Linked DNA regions of Sus scrofa: region 1 is linked to region 2. The links are chromatin contacts, called in public HiChIP or PLAC-seq maps. All regions are on one chromosome and are shown on one strand. The core of a region is the stretch at or near the end of the contact, and the rest is flanking DNA. Distances in the headings are between cores, read along the strand shown. Region 1 holds the start of NDUFV2 (NADH:ubiquinone oxidoreductase core subunit V2). Region 2 holds the start of ANKRD12 (ankyrin repeat domain-containing protein 12).

Region 1 (2,901 bases), core at 390-2,889, 38 kb before region 2:
TCCTTTTTAAATGTGGACTACTGAAGCCAGTTTATTTATTTATTTATTTATTCCTTTTTAGGGCTGCACCAACGACATATGGAGTTTCCCAGGCTAGAGATCAAATCAGAGCTACAGCTGCTGCCTAGAGCACAGCCACAGCAATGCCAGATCTGTGCTGGGTCTGTGACCTACACCACAGCTCACTGCAATTCCAGATCCTTAATCCACTGAGCAAAGTCAGGGATTGACCCTTCATCTTCATGGATGCTAATCAGATTTATTTCCACTGAGCCACGACAGGAACTCCTATTGAAGCCAGTTTAGAAGAAGCTAACTAGTATAAAAGACAAAGCAAAGGAATGGGAACCAAGGCATTTGGTGTGTCTATTTCTAGCTGGCTGGTAGCCCTACATGACTCGAATTCCCTAACTTGTAAAATATGATTCATAGGACTTGCTATGGGATATTTTAGAATTTTTTAAATAATGAGGGATTAAAAAACAAACAAACAAAAAAAACAAAAAACAAACCTGCACTAATGTGAAAGTTCCAGAAATCATTCAGAAGTATATTATGGCAAAGAAAAGAGGCAAAAAGAAGGGAGTGGGTACAGGACATAAAAGGAAAGGCCCTGAAGGGAGAAATCAAGAGGCAGTAAGCGCCTGGTACACCCTCCACAGCAGGAAACAGCACTCTACATATTATAGCTATTAGTGAATAAGCACTTGCTGGAATTTCCAAAGATGACCAAACAAACACCAAAAAGGAAGTGGCTTTTTTTTTTTTTTTTTGGAAAGTTTTATTATGGAAAAATTTCTAACATGTTCAAAGTACCGAGAATAGCAATGAGAACTACCACGCGGCTTCAAGTCATCACTCAGGGCCAATCTTGTTTCCTTTCTACCTCCCACTCTGCATTATTCCGAAGCAAATTCCAGATATCTTATTATTTTGCCCCTAAATATGTAAGCATGCATCCCTAAAGCAAAAGAGTGGGAACCAGGGCATTTGGTGTCCATGCCTAGCCCTCTGCGTGGCAGCCAGCCCTCTGTATCTTCAATTCTGCAAATTCTTCAATTTGTAAAATACGATTTATAGGGGGTTGCAACGAAATTTTTTTGTTTTTTAAGGAACTGCAATCAAAAATAAGGTTAGGAGTTCCCGTCGTGGCGCAGTGGTTAACGAATCCGACTAGGAACCATGAGGTTGCGGGTTCCATCCCTGCCCTTGCTCAGTGGGTCAAGGTTCCGGTGTTGCCGTGAGCTGTGGTGTAGGTCACAGACGCGGCTCGGATCCCGCGTTGCTGTGGCTCTGGCGTAGGCTGGCAGCTACAGCTCCGATTCGACCCCTAGCCCGGGAACCTCCATATGCCGCAAGAGCGGCCCAAGAAATGGCAAAAAGACAAAAAAAAAAAAAAAAAAGGTTAAATCCTGACAGGGCTCCAGTAGGGTAGCCCACCTCATAAACTCCGGTGCGCGGGGCCCCTAGGGGACAACGCCCTTCAGGGCGGGATACAAGGCAACACCCCCCGGGACCTGACCTCCTAGGGCGCCGGCGGGTTCTTGCAGCGGCCATTGGCCTCAGCCGTACCCGCGCGCCCCTGCCGCCCAGGGCGCGCAGGCTGGGCTCGGGGGCGCGCACGCCGTGCGTCCCGGCGCTCGCGATTCCTCCTGGCGCGGTCGGAAAGGCCCGCAGTTTGGCCCGCCATGTTTCTCACCGCAGCGCTCCGGGCACGGGCTACGGGCTTCACCGCCCAGTGGGTAAGGAGGCTCGAATGTGCGCCGGCGCTGCCGCTGCCCTCTCCCTCTCTCCCGGCCTCCTCTAGCGGCCGGCACAGGGCACGCCGGGCACGAGACGGCCTGCGGGCGACGGCAAGGACGCCGCGGCCTTCGCCCGCTCTTGAGGAGGCCGCGCGTCCGAGGACCTAGGGAGGGGCGGTGGGGAGGCCTCCTCAGGACGGGAGGCCCGAGTCAGTGCGCGGGGCGTCCCAGGGGCGTCTGGAACTCGGCGGGTGTCTCCTTGGGCCGCGGGAGGGCGGCACCGGCGTACCCTTGACTGCGACTGTGCTGCGTGTTGGAACCCAGGGCTCCCTGCACCTCGCACCCCGGGCGGCGAAGCCTCTGCCGGCTCCTGAGGTCTCAGAACGTCACGCTTTAGACAGCGACCTTGGAGCTCAGGCTGAAACACTCGCTTGCTCTGACTTAAAGATGAACATTCCAGAAATGACGATGATGATGACGGGGCGCTTACGGGAAAGAAAGCTTTCTTTACCTGCACCAGTAAAATAGAAAGGTTGAGTCAGTTTTCAGCCGAACGGAGGGGTTAGTGCACAGCAGTATAGGATGAGCGCAGGGCCTTGCAGTTAGACCTGAGTTTGGATGGAGGCTTCACCGCCTTTTCTAGTTTTGTGACTGGACTGTTCTCACTTGGTTTCCTCAGTTGTCAAATGGGAATATTTCAATTTGTAGAGTTTAGTCTTTCAGTAAAGTTTGAGATTCTACTGTTCCTGTTGGGTTCCAGGTGTCAAGGTGGAGAATAATGGTAGGTGTGACTGCTTTCTGTGCACCAAGCACTGTGTTATTTACCTTCAAAACCTAATTCGTGAGGTTGGTACTGTTACTTCCCCATATTACAGTGAAATGGATTTAGACAATCCCTGTTCTTGTAGAGTTGATAGTTTTATGGACTAGGAACTTAAGGTAGTAGGTATTGAATAGTGTAAAAGTATAGTTAGGTGACCCTTGAACAGATTTGTACTCAGTGGTCCACTTATAAGCGAGGTCCCCCCACCCCGTAGCAGTAAGTACAGTACTGCAGGATCCTGGGTATGGAGAAACCTCATATTTGGAGGTCTGACTCTTAAGTTATTATATTTGGATTTTCAGCTATTTCGAGGGTCCACACTTCTAACCCTTAGTA
Region 2 (2,892 bases), core at 168-2,667:
TTTTTTATGTAATAAGGTTGTGTGTATACTTGCCTTAAATTATGGTTAATTTCAGCAAATTCAAGATTAGCTACCTTTCAGTTTTGAACTGAAACTCGTTTACCTCTGTAGAAATAGCGAATGTTACAGCCACCTACTTCCTATGACAAGGAATCAACGATTTGAAGAGAAGTCAGAAAAGAGTTGGTTACTTGTATGTTTCTTTCCTTTGTATTTCAAGCCATAAATATCCAAATTAAATGTAACAGTGTTCCACTTCTAGCCACAAGGTGCTCTCTTACTAGTCATACTGAACCTGAATGTGGGAGAAATGAGGAACCTAGGAAAGGAAAAAATAATGATCTTTAATGCAAGTTTGTGCTTTATATAGTTATATGTTTGGATTCAGCTTCCTCCTGTCAAGTATGAAATACATCATATGCTGACTTAATGACATAAATTTGTAAATGCACTCATTAAGTCACAAAGGCAGCTGTAGTTTTAAAGGCCACAACCATAGGGAGAAGATGGTTTCCCTCCAATTACACAACCCTTTTGGTCGTTAAAGGCATGCGCAAATTCTCGCGGATTAACCTCGATGTAAATAAAAAACGTCCTGAAGAAACTCAGACTGAAATGGTTTCCCTCCGATTATGTAATCCCTTTGGTGGTTAAATAAGGGCATGTACAAATTGTCGCGGGTTGACCTCCCGAGGAAGTCAGGGTGCCGAGGCGGCGAGTTCTCCCCACGCGCTCTTCTACAGCCGGGCAGTTCCCGTGGGTGGCCTCTCGGAAAGGATAAATGCACTTAAACTCGTCTGATAAGGTCATCCGAAAGTGTCGATGGGGAGGGGCGTACTGCAAAGCCTATGCCATCCCCACAGGAGATGCACGCTGCCGCGCTTGCAGGACGCGCGCCCAGGGCCCCGCTTGGAGCAGGTGAGGGGTGCGGCTGGGGCCCGAGGGGTCCCTGCTCCCACAGGTGCGGCCGGCTGGCGCGCAGGCGCACTACGCCCGCCTGGCCGGACACCCGCCTCCGCCTCCAGCCGGCCCGCTGCTCGCTAACTCGGCTTCCCGCCCCGCAAAAATAACGTGTGAATACCCTCTGTGGACAGAGCCTCTTCTTCCTCGCCGCTGCCTCCGCCGCCATTTCCAGAAGTGGCCAGTCACAGCCACGGCCATGATCGCCGCTGGGCGCGACCTCCGCCCGCGCCGCTCCCCGCAGGGGTCCCTCCCTTCTGGGGCAGAAGACAGCGGCGCGCGGGGTTCCGGCCCGCACCCCCGCGTCCATTTGGTACGCCCCGCTCCCCGCCCCCGGCTCGGGAAGCTTCTCGCGGCGCCGCCACAGCGGCGGGCCCGGGGAGGGGGGTGGCGAGCGGAAGGGGCGGTGGGCGGGGGCGGGGCGGTCACGCCGCCCATCCCGTGCCCGCCGTGTCACGTGCCCGTGCCGCGGCCAATCGCCGGGCGGCGCTGTGCGGGGAGCGAGCAGGCTGTGGTGAGGGACGGCGGAGACCGGAGATGTTTTCGAGCCCGGCCTCGGCGGCGTTCGTGGCGGTTACGGCGACAGCGAAGACCACGACAGAGACGGCCGCGCCGAGGCCCTCGTACAGGGGGTAAACCCTCCTGCGCCGGCCGTGCCTTGGGTCCGTGAGGGCGAGGGGGGCGTGGCGACAGGCGAGGAGGAAGGAGGGGCGCGGTTTCGAGCCCCGGCCCCGGCGCCCGGGAGGAGCCCCCCAGTCGCGCCCGCTCCCGTCCCCTCGGCAGAGCGAGGTAGGTACGTGCCCGCCGCCCCGCCCACGCTAGCGGGACGGGGGCCGTAGTCGCTGCAGGCGGGAGCTGCTCGGGCGGGGGGGCGGGGGCCCGGGCGGACGGACGCCGCGCCGCTCCCGGAACATGGCGGGGCCGCGGAGCGTGTGCGTGCGAGGGTGCGCGGCGGGAGGGGGCGGGGCTGGGCGGGGCGGGGGGCGCGCCGGCCGGGGCCCTGCCGCCGGGTGCGCGGCGGGGTCGTGTCCGGGCGCGGCTTGGCGGGCGCGCGGGGCCGGGGCTTCTGGAGCTCGGCTGGGCTAACTCGGTGCGACGCCTGCTCCAGGATCCCCAAGCGTTGAGTAAACGCTGGTACAAAGAGGCCGCCGAAGCCTGGCTGACAGCTGTTTTAATAATAACAGGGAGGGACAGTTTAGCACGGGAAGTTGACACTCGCACCGGTCGAAACCGTAGGAAACCTTTCTAGCAGCGTACCCATCAAGATCGGTTTCCACTAGACTCCCGCGCCTACCTTGCCAACGCGGGGAAATGGGTTGGGGTCCAGGCATCTGGAACGCCTTGGAACCGCCTCTAATCTTCAAGTAGAAGTGGACCAGTGTTATTTTAAGACGGTTTATGTAAATTATAAAAGAAGGCGAACTGGTAAAATAACTACTTTAACATAAATTGACTGCTGATTAAAAACATATGCTTCTTTAGGCCCTTAAAAATCTTGAGCTCTGATCTGTTTCAGTTTCTTCAGTCGTTATACAAAGGGTTTCCTGGAGATTAGCTCAGAACTGGCAGAACATACGCTACATTGATGCCAAGTGGCTTAAAAAACAAAATGAGATAGTGTCGACTGTGTAAGATCAAGTCGTTGTATTAACTAGTCTTGTTGGGAAAAGTCTTTAATTTGGGCTAAACGCAAATACATGTAAAAATGTTCCGTAGGCAAGAGGGGACGGTTTTACTACTTAAAGATCATTTATAGTTGACACAAGCACTGACTCAATTTCTAAAGGTCCGCAGACGGTTGACTAAGTAAGGTCAAGCTTAACTATTCAGGGTGTGTGTTCTGTTTTAGAGATAGGAAGAGTGTTAAAGTGAAGTAAAAAATGTTAAGGAATATTCGTGGAAGGAAAAGAGTAGAAAAGCAGGATGCCTGTA

What was found. HiChIP or PLAC-seq counts read pairs in DNA pulled down with a chosen protein or histone mark.
Region 1: a contact with region 2 is called in an H3K27ac HiChIP or PLAC-seq map of alveolar macrophages. The contact joins the promoter of NDUFV2 here to the promoter of ANKRD12 in region 2. A contact is called at or near these places in 2 of 5 promoter capture datasets (fetal liver and liver), 10 of 47 Hi-C or Micro-C datasets (adipocytes, embryonic fibroblasts, fetal liver and 5 more) and 2 of 2 datasets of contacts at active chromatin or transcription factors (alveolar macrophages and skeletal muscle).

What each region holds. Positions count from the first base shown.
Region 1 is chr6:98,851,299-98,854,199 of Sscrofa11.1, reverse strand. NDUFV2 (NADH:ubiquinone oxidoreductase core subunit V2) reads left to right here and starts at 1,639. Exons shown (of 8, transcript NM_001097475.2): 1 at 1,639-1,742. The coding sequence starts at 1,689.
Region 2 is chr6:98,813,252-98,816,143 of Sscrofa11.1, reverse strand. It overlaps ANKRD12 (ankyrin repeat domain-containing protein 12), which reads left to right and starts at 1,417. Exons shown (of 12, transcript XM_021096065.1): 1 at 1,417-1,749.